Regions from separate parts of the Zea mays genome. Here region 2 is linked to region 1. The links are chromatin contacts, called in public Hi-C maps. All regions are on one chromosome and are shown on one strand. Each heading gives the region's core, a stretch centred on a gene start, on an enhancer-like site or on the middle of the called end of the contact. The rest is flanking DNA. Distances are from core to core; before and after follow the strand shown.

What was found. A called contact is a pair of places that touch in the nucleus more often than the background predicts.
Region 2: a contact with region 1 is called in a Hi-C map of leaf, with 5 times the contacts expected there. The contact joins the enhancer-like site here to the promoter of LOC100191563 in region 1. A contact is called at or near these places in 4 of 25 Hi-C or Micro-C datasets (bundle sheath, ear, leaf and 1 more).

Annotation. Positions count from the first base shown.
Region 1 is chr9:85,423,704-85,430,124 of Zm-B73-REFERENCE-NAM-5.0, forward strand. It overlaps LOC100191563 (GATA transcription factor 20), which reads left to right and starts at 2,094. Exons shown (of 3, transcript NM_001136993.1): 1 at 2,094-2,339; 2 at 2,465-2,821; 3 at 2,918-4,035. The coding sequence starts at 2,097. The coding sequence ends at 3,430.
Region 2 is chr9:85,815,245-85,821,732 of Zm-B73-REFERENCE-NAM-5.0, forward strand. No RefSeq gene overlaps it. Among protein-coding and RNA genes, the nearest start is that of LOC103638620, 6.7 kb to the left of the region's middle. Within about 2 kb of position 2,742, at least 10 of the 20 cell types and tissues checked have an H3K27ac peak or open chromatin away from gene starts, as enhancers often do. A contact at or near this core is called in bundle sheath and leaf, where this site is marked.

The DNA.
Region 1 (6,421 bases), core at 844-3,343:
AGGTTGGAAAGGTGCTGGTGCTCGACTCCTTGCACACCGAGCCTTCGGCCTATTCAAAATTCCTCAGCATCTTAGAGTTGTAAGCCTTTTCTATGCATGCATACTTATATCGATGAGAATTGTAGAATAACATGGTTGATTCTATTTGAGATCACAGGGCATTTAGGTTTTATAAGTTTCAAGGTGGAAAGTACGACACGTCCAAAAAAGGCGTGCCACTAGACATCCATTATAACTGGCCGGTAAGTATGTGAATTTATGAATACATATCATACATGTACGTACATAGGACAATCTTGCAACTAAATAACCAATCTCCCGTTATGTAGTGCCACAAGCAACCACCCGGATCGGTCCTATGTGGGTTCTACGTGTGCGAGTTCATGAGAATGAACGGACGATACATCACGAACCCTGGCAAGGTATTATTAGTAATAGTCACGTATGTATTTATGTCATCAAAGATGCAAATGTGTTATTATTGAGTATAAATAGATGATGTTTATAAACTTCCTTTACAGCAATTTCAACAAGGAAGCCCGGAGAACTTGACTGAAGGTGCATTGTATGGCATAGTTGAGGACCTGTGCACATTCATATTGAAAGAGGTCATTCCCACAGAAGGGAAATATCACGATGCTTCCGGAACATTAGCTTTGCCAGAGTTTAGAATACTAACAGAAATTAGTAGACTATCTCTTAGCCGAGATAGTTATTAGAGCTTAAGTGAAAACTTTGATGTATATAATGTGTGATGCATACATGGTTGTAAACAAGACTTTGATGTATATAAATGTATGATAGAATTTAATTCCATGTTGCTTTTAATATCAATATATATATATATATATATATATATATATATATATATGTTTTGTGTGTGTAAATATATATAAATTTAAAAAAGGCGGGAAAACTTTCCACTAGCGGCTAAATAAAACAAACCGCCAGTGGAAATGCTATTTTCACTGGCGGTTTTCTTTATAAAACCGCCAGTGAAAATAGCATTTCCACTGGCGGTTGCTAAAGAAAACCGCCAGTGAAAATAGAATTTCCACTGGCGGTTCTAGAATAACCGCCAGTGGAAATGACGATTTCCACTGGCCCCTAGCACTGGCGGCATTGAAAAGCGTCAGTGAAAACGTCTCTAGAACCGCCACTATAGAGGCTGTGTGTACTAGTGTTAAATGGTGCTTTTAGAGTTTCCTCAAATACTTTATCTTTTGTGGTTGGTGTGATAGACTTGGGTGGAGTGATTTTAGTGGATGGTTTCTCACTTGGTTCCAGACTGCTGCACTCACCAATCTTGCCAAGCCAAGACCCCATTTGCCCCGATCACAATTGTCTCCTGTGTCGAATGAGATCGCCTAGGAATAACTTGTGTTTGTACTGCAGCCGACGTATTTTAGGCCCGATTTGGCATAGCTAAGCTTCACCATTATTGAAGCTATTATGTTTTGGAAAACAGCTTCACAAGTAGATTTCTCGATGAAGACGAACTGCTTTGGAAAAACTGTTCGGCGAAACAGCTTAATAATGTGTGGTTGAGAGAAGAAAATGAGTGAGAAAGCTATGAAAATCTACTTTTTTTCATCTTCACCTCCCTTGATTTCTTTGTGATAGCATAAAAAACAAGCTTCATCCGTGAAACAGCAGTTTTGTAAAAAAATTGTTTGGCAAAAAATAGCTCACAATATCGCATGAAATTGTTGCTATAACTGCGCTAACGTAGCTTTACTGTTCCCCTCCGATGTAGCTAGCGCATCTATTGTTTGCTCTCCACATCTCTCTCGTGCGTGTGTCCATGAAAAGGATCACACACGAATGATCTACACAGCCTAGGGAGCTCTCTCCTTTGTCTCTTTATAAAAGGGACATGCCTCTCCCTTCCGTGCATGATCGCTACCTCGCTTTCCCTCTTGATCCCTGGCTGCAAATTGCCATTCCGACATAATAACCACTGCACCAGCCGCTTCGGTTCGCCTCTTCCTACTCTCCATATATCTCATCCTGATCTTCACTCATCACCTAACCATACGAGATCTGCATATATAGCTCCATCAGATCTTGAGCGCAAATTCCTCTCAGTGCATCCCATGTCTGCCATCTACATGAGCCAGCTCTCCACTGCCCTCCCTCTCATGGAGGGAGATCACCAAGATCATCATCACCACCACCAAGGCCACTTCCAGGCCTTCACCCTGCCAAAGGAAACACCGATCCTTTTCCCCTTTGTGATCAGCAATAGTAGCGCCAGCGAAGGCAGTTTGAGCTATGGATCGGCTGCAGACCATCACTTGTTGAGGCAGCGTCATCAAGCTATGCTGGAGCCCCAACATGTACGTGCTAGCTACTGAACTGTACATGTGTTCAATTCCCCAATCATATCCCATGTGTAAAAAATCACAGATTTGATTTCCTTGTTAATTTTGTCACTCATGCCCTTTTCGACTATATACCTCAGATGATTGGAGGATCATCAACTGCGACTGGGAATAGTGTCTTCTCGACGCCGTTCCCGACCGTGGAGAGCATCCGCGACGACATGATCGAGCCTGCCTCGTACGATCCATACGATATGGGGAAGCTGCAGGTCGGCGGGTCGATGGATGCTTGCAGCTGGACGCCGGCGGCAGCCAAGATGAGGATCACGAGGAAGGCCACTGCCGATCCCAGTGCGGGGAAGAAGCCAAGGAGAAGGGCGCAAGCAGGGTACGACGACACCATGAGCGGCCAACCGAATTTGGGTGTTATTAGGGTGTGCTCCGACTGCAACACCACCAAGACACCCTTGTGGAGGAGTGGTCCTTGCGGCCCCAAGGTATCCTACCTTGTTTTCTGCCTCTAAGTCCAATCAAATTCGTGATCTTTGCAAGCCCGGCCCATGACCATGCGTATCTTGTTTTGCATGGCGCAGTCGCTCTGCAACGCGTGCGGTATCAGGCAGCGGAAGGCGAGGCGGGCGATGATGGCCGCCGCCTCCGGCTCGGTGTCAGCAGTTCCCACTGACAGCGGCAAGGCCTCGCCCAGCAACGCCGCCGTGGCCGCAGCAGCAGCACACCCCAAGGTGAAGAAGGAGAAGAGAGTGGACGTGGACCGGTCGCTGCCGTTCAAGAAACGGTGCAAGGTGGTCCAGCAAGGTCACGGTGCGGCCGTCGTCGTTGCAGCTCCTGCTGCTGCCACCGACAGCGCGACTGTCGTGCAGGCCACCGCCGAGGATGGTGATGACGACACCTGTCCGAGCAGGGATCTGCTTGTCGACGACATTGGTGGGCTCATCAGCTGGAGCAGGAGTCCGGCGGCACCCGCCTCAGCGGCTGCGGCCACCTGCAGCTTCCGGGCGTCGCCGGCGTTGCCCGTGCAGCAGGACGAGATCACGGACGCTGCCATGCTGCTGATGACGCTGTCCTGCGGGCTTGTCCGGAGCTGATCCACGATCTGCTACCTCTACGAAGGACGACCCAGCGCACCGTAGGCTTTTCCCAGCTAGCAGCTAGCTTGTGCCTTTGACTGTTAGCTAGCGTTACTGTTACTGCTGTTACCATCGTCGTCTACCGTAATACCTGTAGTGCTTTTGTTTAGCTTCTTGTTGCTAGTGTGACCACCCTTGTCACTGTTCAAGTCATGTGATTCGTTCGATGAGTGAGAGAGAGAGAAGAGGTCTAGTTGAGATGATAGGAGCGACAAGAGCACCGTCTCTAGCTACAATAGCTAGTAAATATAATCGCATGTAGTGTGAGGAGTTTCAGTTTTGAGTGTGTACAAGTTCTTTAATTCCGATCCTGTGGCTATAATCTGGTCGCTGGCTGCTGCTACATATTTTTTTATTCTTCCTTTTGCTTGAGTTTCTTTTAAGGAACCTAAAAGTGTAATGGGAATGTTTTGAGACATACCGTCATACCGACGATGCAAGGTGTCGTGCTTGTCTTCCTGGCTACTCGTTCATGGCTTTTGTTTCTGATGCTTCTGTCAGTATGCATACAACATTCTTGTACGTACGTAGTCTCCATTTCAAAATATGATGTGCCTTGATCTAAGCTAAAGTATGTAAAGTTTCGGTCTCCATTTCATTTCACCGGTTCTCATACATCATTCTTACAGTCTTCTTTATCCTATGTCATCGGATCTGAAGAGCTTTGGTATCCTTTATTGACATGCGCATCAATCAAAATAGGGTTCACTTACGTTCCTGATGTCTAGGGGATCGATAAACCAAAACTATACAAATTTAATTTGACTTATATGAATCTATATCTAGGAAGAGCTCGACTTGGCTGACTAAGTGTGTGTTTGGTTTGGTTTTTGGCTTTAGCTTTTAACCCTGAAAGCTAAAAGTCAAACCAAAGGGCCGAATATGAAAAACAACTTTTTCTAAAAACCGACTTTCTTGTAATACAAAACTGAAAGCACCTCTGGACCTGCTTTTAGCAGTTCCAGTGAAAAAATATATGGAAGAACTTTTAGCGCATTTTAATGGTTTCGACCAAACGTTAGCAGTTCAGAGACCACAACTTTTTCACAGTCCACAGCAGCTCTTTTCACCGCCACAGCCCAACCAAACAGACCATAAATCAAAATTTGGTATATATTGACATCTCTCAAATTTCTTATTTCGTTTATACTCTTAAATAAAAATGGCCCACACAATGCAATGAGCTTGTGACACACGTTGACAACCAGAAACTAAACCGGCAGAGATTTTGCATGATGGGTGTATCAATTCCGATTTTAAAACCGAGAATGAAAGGTACGGTTGTCTGGGAAAAAAAAATTATAACACGCGCGGCTGTGATACCTAGGCCCCTACTAGAGGAATTAATGAAAGGTACGGTTGTTTTATTTACAAAGACGGGGCTGCTCGGCACCACGTGTCTATGCAGTTTATTAATTATCGTCACACGGTCCTTACACAACATTCTTACAAATAAATAAATAAGAACATTAATATTTGTTTGTATGTTGTGTAATCATATTAGAATCCTAGTTTGTTTCCATCTTAATTGTATGATTAAGGTTATGTTTCAAATATTAATTTTTTTTTGTTTTGTTAACTTATAATATAATGTATATGCGCAAGAATTAGAAAAGGGAGGAGATCTCTAGAAACATTGTGAAAAGAAGGAAATGACCATAGGTGTATGTTCTTAAATCGACATGGACATAAAGTAGTCATTACAATCCCATTTTTCATAGTGAAAAAGACTTGCTCCCCGTACGTCTTTCAGGACTGCTAGGACCGGAGAGTATATATATTTAAATACGATGAAAAGTCATGACACTTTTCATAGTGAAAAAGATAATACTGGCCACCAAAACAAGTAACCATGACCAACCAGAGGTAGAAATGTTTCTGCTGTGACGGATGCTGGCGGTGATACGAGGGGAGCCACATGCTGTTACTAACTGCAGATGGGTGTAGACCCGTTCTGGACTTGACCCCACACGCCGGTGACCAGAAGTAACTGGAAATGATATGCTTCCATAACACATCGAGGAAGAAATCTTATATAAGGCCATTCTCGATGCATAATTTCATCACACTATGTCAAGCTAAGAACATTGCGTACTGTTCCAAACCATTGCGTACTGTTCCAACGTTTAAGAATCCCTAGACTAGACAAATGCTCAAACTGTGTGGCACTATCTAGTCATTACAAAAGGAACATCGGTTTTCGCATGTACGAGAACAGGTAAAAGTGACTTGACACAACAAATTAAATAGTAGAAAAAGAATGCATGGAAGAATGTCATGAGGAATTGAGGACAGTCCCTGCCTTTGGTACGATGGTACCTACCTAGCTATGAACTGATCGCTTGCTTCTTGTGGTGCATTTTTGGAAACCCTAAGAATGCCAAGCTGGTGTGCTATAGCTGACATTCCTCCGGTAAGTTCAGGAAGTACGATATAAAATGTTGACACCTGGTCGAAGCTCGATCGGCAATGAAATGTAAGGTTCATGTTGAGTACGAATGGATTGAGCCTGTCTGGTGACAGCAGGAATATAATATCATAGCTAACAAAGTGCTAGTGATCCCTGGCTATATCTACATCCTTGTGGAGGAGTGGTCCGACGTCTGCAGCATCAGCAAGACACCCTTGTGGAGGAGTGGTCCTTGCGGCCCCAAAGGTATCCTTGTTTGCTGCGTCTTCCAATCCAACTCGTTCGTTGTCCTTGCACCAGCATGTGTGTAGTACGATTAATTAGAGAGATGTATATATATATATATATATATATATATATATATATATATATATATATATATATATATATATATATATATATATATATATTACTGCAAAGCCCATGACTGTATGTACCTTTTTTGCATGGCGCAGACCCGCAGTCGCTTTGCAAGGTGTCCGGTATCAGGCAGCGGCAGGCGCGGCGGGGCGACGATGGCCGGCTCGGGGCCAGTGGCG
Region 2 (6,488 bases), core at 1,492-3,991, 390 kb after region 1:
GTCCGGTGCACCAGGACCGTACAACACCAAACTCTTCACCTTCGGGTTTCTCCAGTGCCGCTCCGCTATAATTCACTGGACTGTCCAGTGTACCACCGGACTGTCCGTGCACCAGCGGAGCAACGGCTATCAGCGCAACGGTCGACTGCAATGGACACCTGCAAACGCTACAGTGCGCGGACAGTTCGCGCGGAAGTCAGAGCAGCCGCCAGAGGCGCACCGGACAGTGAACAGTACCTGTCCGGTGCGCCCATCAACAGTAGCCACCCCAACGGTTGTTTTCGTGGTTGAGGGCTATAAATACCCCCTAACCACCTCCACTCCAACCATCCAAGCATTCATCACTCTCCATTCAATGCAAGAGCAAAGTGCAACACTCCAAGACACAAATCAAAGCCACCGATCCGATCAAAGTCCTCAATTCAATTATAGTGCATTAGGACTTGTGAGAGGATCACTTGTGTTTTTTGTTGCTCTTGTTTGCTTGGCTTGGCTTTCTTTTCTTTCTCACTTCTTACTCTCAAGTGCTTTGTAAGCGAGGCAAGAGACACCAATTGTGTGGTGATCCTTACGGGGTCTAAGTGACCTGTGAGATTAAGGAAGAAGCCTCACTCGGTCTAAGTGACCGTTTGAGAGAGGGAAAGGGTTGAAAGAGACCCGGTCTTTGTGACCACCTCAACGGGGACTAGGTTCTTTAGAACCAAACCTCGGTAAAACAAATCACCGTGTTCATCCGCTTTATTTCTTGGTTCATTTGTTTTCCCCCTCTCTCCCGGACTTAATATTCATTCTAACGCTAACCCCGGCTTATAGTGTGTGCTTAAGTTTATAATTTTCAGATTTCGCCTATCCACCCCCCTCTAGGCGACTTTCAACCACACTATGATTGTGAGACTCCATGGCATATTCTTGAACCAAACAAGGATTCAGAAATATGAGATCCTCGTATCCCTATTTTTATGCAATATAACTGAAGGAAATCTAGCCTATCGTTAGGTAATAAAGATGACAGGTTACATTAAGAGCCTGGACGCACTTGGTTTTACTCTTCTTGATAAGCTAGCTATAGACGTGATCCTCTAGTCTCTTTGTCCAAGCTTTGAGCCTTTCATTTTGAACTTTTACATGAATAACATGGAGAAGACCTTCGCTGGTATGCTTAAGATAGCCAAGTAGAGCATTAAAAGAACTCTAATCATGTGATGATGGTTTAGAAGGATAGCAAGAGGCAAAAATACTTTAGAAGGGCAAGGCCAAGGCTAAAGATGAGATCTCAAAACCAAATGCAATGCCCAAGTGTGGCCCTTTGCAAACTTGGGTGTTGGTCTAAGAAATGCACGATATACTTGGAAGAAAAGAAAAAAAAGGAAAGTGAGACTTCTACTTTAAGTATATATGTTATTAAAATTAATTTTATTATTTACTCAAGTGATCATGGGTATTTGATACTGGATCGATGATTCATACATGCAAATCATTGTAGGGACTAAAAATGCCTAGAAAATTTGCAAGAAACAGAGTTGAATATGTGCGTTGGCAATGGAGCAAAGGTTGTTACACTGGCCACTGACATTTATCATTTTCATTACGCTCAACATCAATTTTGTAATCAAATAATTATTATTATATTCTAGCTTTATGTAAGAACATTATATCTTCTTCATGTATAGAGAAAGATGATGGTTATAAGATAATAATTAAGAACAAATGTTGTTCCATTTATTTGAATAACATGTTTTATGCACTATTTGGGACTTGTCAAAATTCTGAAATAATAACAACACGACAACATGATTAAATTATTATATCCTCCTCCCTTTCGAAGGTTGCGAGGGGAGGTGTGGTCCGGGTTTCATAACATTCTTCATAAATACGTGTGAGAAGCTTATCCTTCAATCAATAAAATATGATTTCATAAAATTAATCAACAGTACAAAGCTCATGTGTTCATATGTATAAATAATTAAAGACATAGAGTACACATGTACATTAAAGGAGTTTATTTTTAACACGTAGGCTTCAGCGTTGTTATACCTTTAGAGTCTACCTAGAGGCGAGAATGCTACAGAAGTGATGTTTGTGAATGGTCGACACCTTTATCTAACTTAGATTCCGATGACTTAGACAAACTTATCTAGAGTTTGTCCAACTAATGTAAATCATAGTTCTTCACTTCTTTGCTTCATCCAATTCAGATTCTTGTTTCGGCTCAAACTCGGTTTCAAATGCACATTTTCTAAAAATATAAATATCTAATCCTTCTAAGGTGCTCAAGTATGTTCCTAATGGCATTTAGAACTTATCCAAACTTATGAACTCCTCAAGGTTTATCTTATCCAAAATATGACCTTCCAAGCCTTGATTTAAGCTAATTGTTGTACTTAGTACTTCAATTTGATTCTTATAAAACTAATTATATAGATGATGACTAAAAGATGAGATAAATTTATTAAACCTAATTAAGCTTATATTAAATACTTACTAATTAATATTTAAATATTTGATTTGACACGAACTAAGCTTTAGTTAGGGAGCTAAACTTTAGTTAGGGGAACTAAACTAAATTTCAGAAGATTTACCTTTTCAGAATCGAGAACTTGTACCAGACAAGCTCTGTTTCTCTTTCCTTGAGTTAAGGTTGGTATTGATTGTCGCCTTTGACCTTTTGTTCCTCTCTCGATCGAGGACATTGCATCTCAGACATCGCATCCAGGCGCCTCGCTGTCCATGTGATCGGGAAGTATGAACAGACCAGGAGTACAGGAGAGAGAAAGGGGACAACTATCCTTTTTGTCAATTTCCTTTCCTTTCGTGTTGTTGATTAGTTGCACGAAAACTTTATAGCTAGGTTATATTTTTCAGCTGATATATATAGGAAAACGTGGACAGTCCCTTGGTTGAATCTTTTGAAGAATTTATATATATCGTGATGCCGTTCGAGCTCAAATATGATTTGTTTCCCAGCTACCAAGATCTATCAATGGCCGACGCATTAGGATCGATGGCAAATTAAAGACGTAGTCAAAACGATGATATGATTGATAGGTGTTGTTGATGTCAAGACTCGACCACGGTCACCGAGATGGTTAGTTAGTGTATTTGGTAGGTACAGTACACAACAAGATGCCTCCAAATAAATAAAGAAACAAAGAAAGAAAAAAGAGCCAGGTTGAGATCGAGTTGGTGCAGTGCTGTTGAGGGGTTGCTATCACCTTTCAGCACTCTTGCTCGCTTTGTTATTCCACCTAGCAACAGAAGCTCCCCGTCCACTGTTACAGTCATTCGCTTTATCAGTGGGTAATTATATGCCCACGTACAATTTAAATGTCTTCAAATTTTACCTGGTCCTGGAAGAGTTAAGTGACAACTTCAGTTTATCAGTGAGTGAGAGAAAAATGCATGTTCCATTCATTTTTTCTTCAGCAGTTTGAGGATAAAAAAACGGATATATACTCGATCCAAGAGAAAAAAAAACAGATTTCTGTATATGATTGGTGATAGGCTGACGCTGATAGCGGATAGCCTTCAGCCGGAAGCGTGCAGGCTGATGAGTGACATAGGAATGAATCGATGCGTCTTGCTCAAGCAAGCAAGAAACGTACATATAGACTTTTGGTTGCCTACACATGATCTCATGCCGTCCAGCAGGATCTGTCGCTTCACTTGTCAATCCAAACAGCAAGTTGATGTGTCTCTCACAATCTTATCTAGCCAACTATTTCCCCAACTGCATGCACCAACTCGTTCGATGCTAGCTTGCCTACAATGTGCAGCGTAGCTGGCGGCTCCGTTCATATCTTAATTGACCCTAATTTCACGCCCCTTCATATCTTGGACCCTATCATCCCTTATATATCTAGTTTCTGAACATTGTCATCGTCCCTTCCTATCCTGATTCGCCGGATCATATCATCAGCAACATATTAATTGTGAACGCATCCTGATGTATATCCAGTGATAGATGCACATGTAGGAGACCACATACATGGCCTTAGAGTGTATTGAAATGGATTGAGATGAATTTTAACTTGCGATGAATTTAAATCGACTCAATACCACCTAATTCACATAGATTAACGATGAAATGAACAAGCCTTAACTATAGAAAAATCACATTAGATAAACGTGAACAAGGTTGTTTGCTTCAGCTTAATGTCAGTTGTTCGGACTGCTGAAAGCTGCAATTAATAGAGGCAAACCTTGTGGATTGACACGACGACACTATATATGTATTATTAGATCTAACCACAATGCCAAATTGCCCAGATCCATGGATATATTCAGCTGATGAGCTGGAGTTGCCGGCTTAGCTGCATGCGGCCAAACTATGAGGGGTAGTCTCATGGTTCTCAATTGCTGTGGTGGTGGTATTCTCTGTCTTCGGGTTGGGACTTGGGAATGCATGGCAGCCTGGAATGCCGGCCGGACCCCACGTGGAACTAGCTAGCTGCACATGGAACTACTGTGCTTACCGTTCAGACATGCATCGGCTCATGCTGTACTGGTACTGGCCGTACTGCTGTCTCTTGAGCATTTCACGTTCTTGGACTGAATGTTCATCTTCGTACCTTTCCGGCAATATATTTGATCCAATCTTGATTTGCCATGTGCTGCGAGATACTTGAATATATTTCTTAATTTAAGATAAGGTTCTTATAATATATGATTACAAGACTTTGAATTCTCGTCATCTAAAGGCACCTCGGGCCAGCTAGGGTACCCAGCCACATACACATTGGCACAACTCTTAGGACTCATTTGGGACCAAGAGAAATGGAGCGGATTGAATAGACCAAAATCCTTTAGAGCTAGTTTAGAAACTGAAATTCCCTTCGGGATTGAAGAGGATTGGAGAGAAAATTAGTTAATTTGCACCTCAATCTCTTTCAATTCCGAAGGAGGTTTGAAGTTCCCAAAGTAGTCCTTACTATTTAAAATTGAATAATAAGAGCAACTCCAAAAGAACGTGTAAACTAACCCCAAAACAGATATTAGTCGAGAATAGTGGTTTTTCTTACTCCAACAGCTCCCTCATTCTTCCCAAAAAATTAGCGTCCCGCATCCACAACCTCCTCTCCCTCATATTTTGGTGTGTTCCATCCCTCCCCAATCCATTCCTCAACATATAAGATCATCCACGGCCTCCCGACGACGACTGTACAGATTGCGCCACATGTCACATTTAAAGAAACTGTTGGAGTACCCATCATAATTCACTCTTAAAATTTTTTAGCCTACTCTTAATAATTATTTTTTGGGGTAAAATTTTTAACATCTTTTTAGAGTTGCTCTAAGGGATTTTAACCCACTCAATACCCTCCATTACACTTGCTACTAAATAAGCCCTTAGATGTTTTTCATTGTTCCGGTATAACTATTTCTGCACATGCATCTCGTGCATATTCTATCCTAGATCACATCCTTGTGTCTCTTCGTTTTGTAGCTAAACTACTTGTACAAATGCATGATATATATTAGATCCAATCACAAACTAGGAACAGTCTCTACTATAAAATATTTTAGAAGATAAACTTTCTAATTACAGAGGCAACAATTTTATAGTGCAGTCCCTGTAAGGCTATTCTCAACGATAGATTCATGTACATTTAACAGTGTACTATATCAGATTTTTTATGACATTTCATGCCATTTAAGAGGATTGAGTTTTATGGAATGAAATTAGTTCCATGGGAGATGAAACTATATCAACTCGTTTCCAAGATCTTGAAAATCGTGTGAAAAAGGTGATTTGTTTCATCTTCACATACTTCCTCCGTCCCAACTCGATGAATAGTATTAATTTCTATTCATCACCTATGGTGATGGACCCAACGATCACCTGAACCACCCTACGCGTCCGAGCTAGCCCCACGCCGGCTGGCGCGCCCACCCGAGCTAACCGCCATCGCACCCCGCGTCCCTAGCCAAACGAGCCGTCGTCCGCGCATGTGTCCCAAGTCGACTGGCGGGTGGAGGAAGCGGTGGCACCGACCATGTCAGGCATGCAGGGATGCGCGAGCTCGGGGCAGGAGCCATCGCAGGGGGGCGATGCCGCGGTCGTGCTGGGCGCATAGGGAGGCTTGGGCTCAAGGAGGGAACCGGCGCCAGAGGGGACGATGGTCGCGACCGCACGGAGGCGTAAACTCGTGTAGGGAGCTAGTGCCGAAGGGGGCAATGGCGGCAGACGTGCCCGAGAGAGGAGATTTGGTTGCGGTGGGTGTGACAGGGCCCACGCGTCCGTGTCAGGGAGCTCCACTTAGGGTGTGGAGGTGGCAAGGGTGCCAGCCACGGAGAGCAGGGGGAGGGGAGGACAGGGTGGCCACTAGGGCTAGGGGAGATGGCTGGTTGCGCGGTGAGAAGGGTGGTTGAGGGAGGGAGGTGCCATGGCGACAGAGGACGCTGGGGTGGGCCGGCGGCCGGCGAGCAAGATGCTAGGAGAGGTGCAGCCGCCTGGCCGCTAGGGAGGGAGGGGGAGGTGGGAGGAGAAT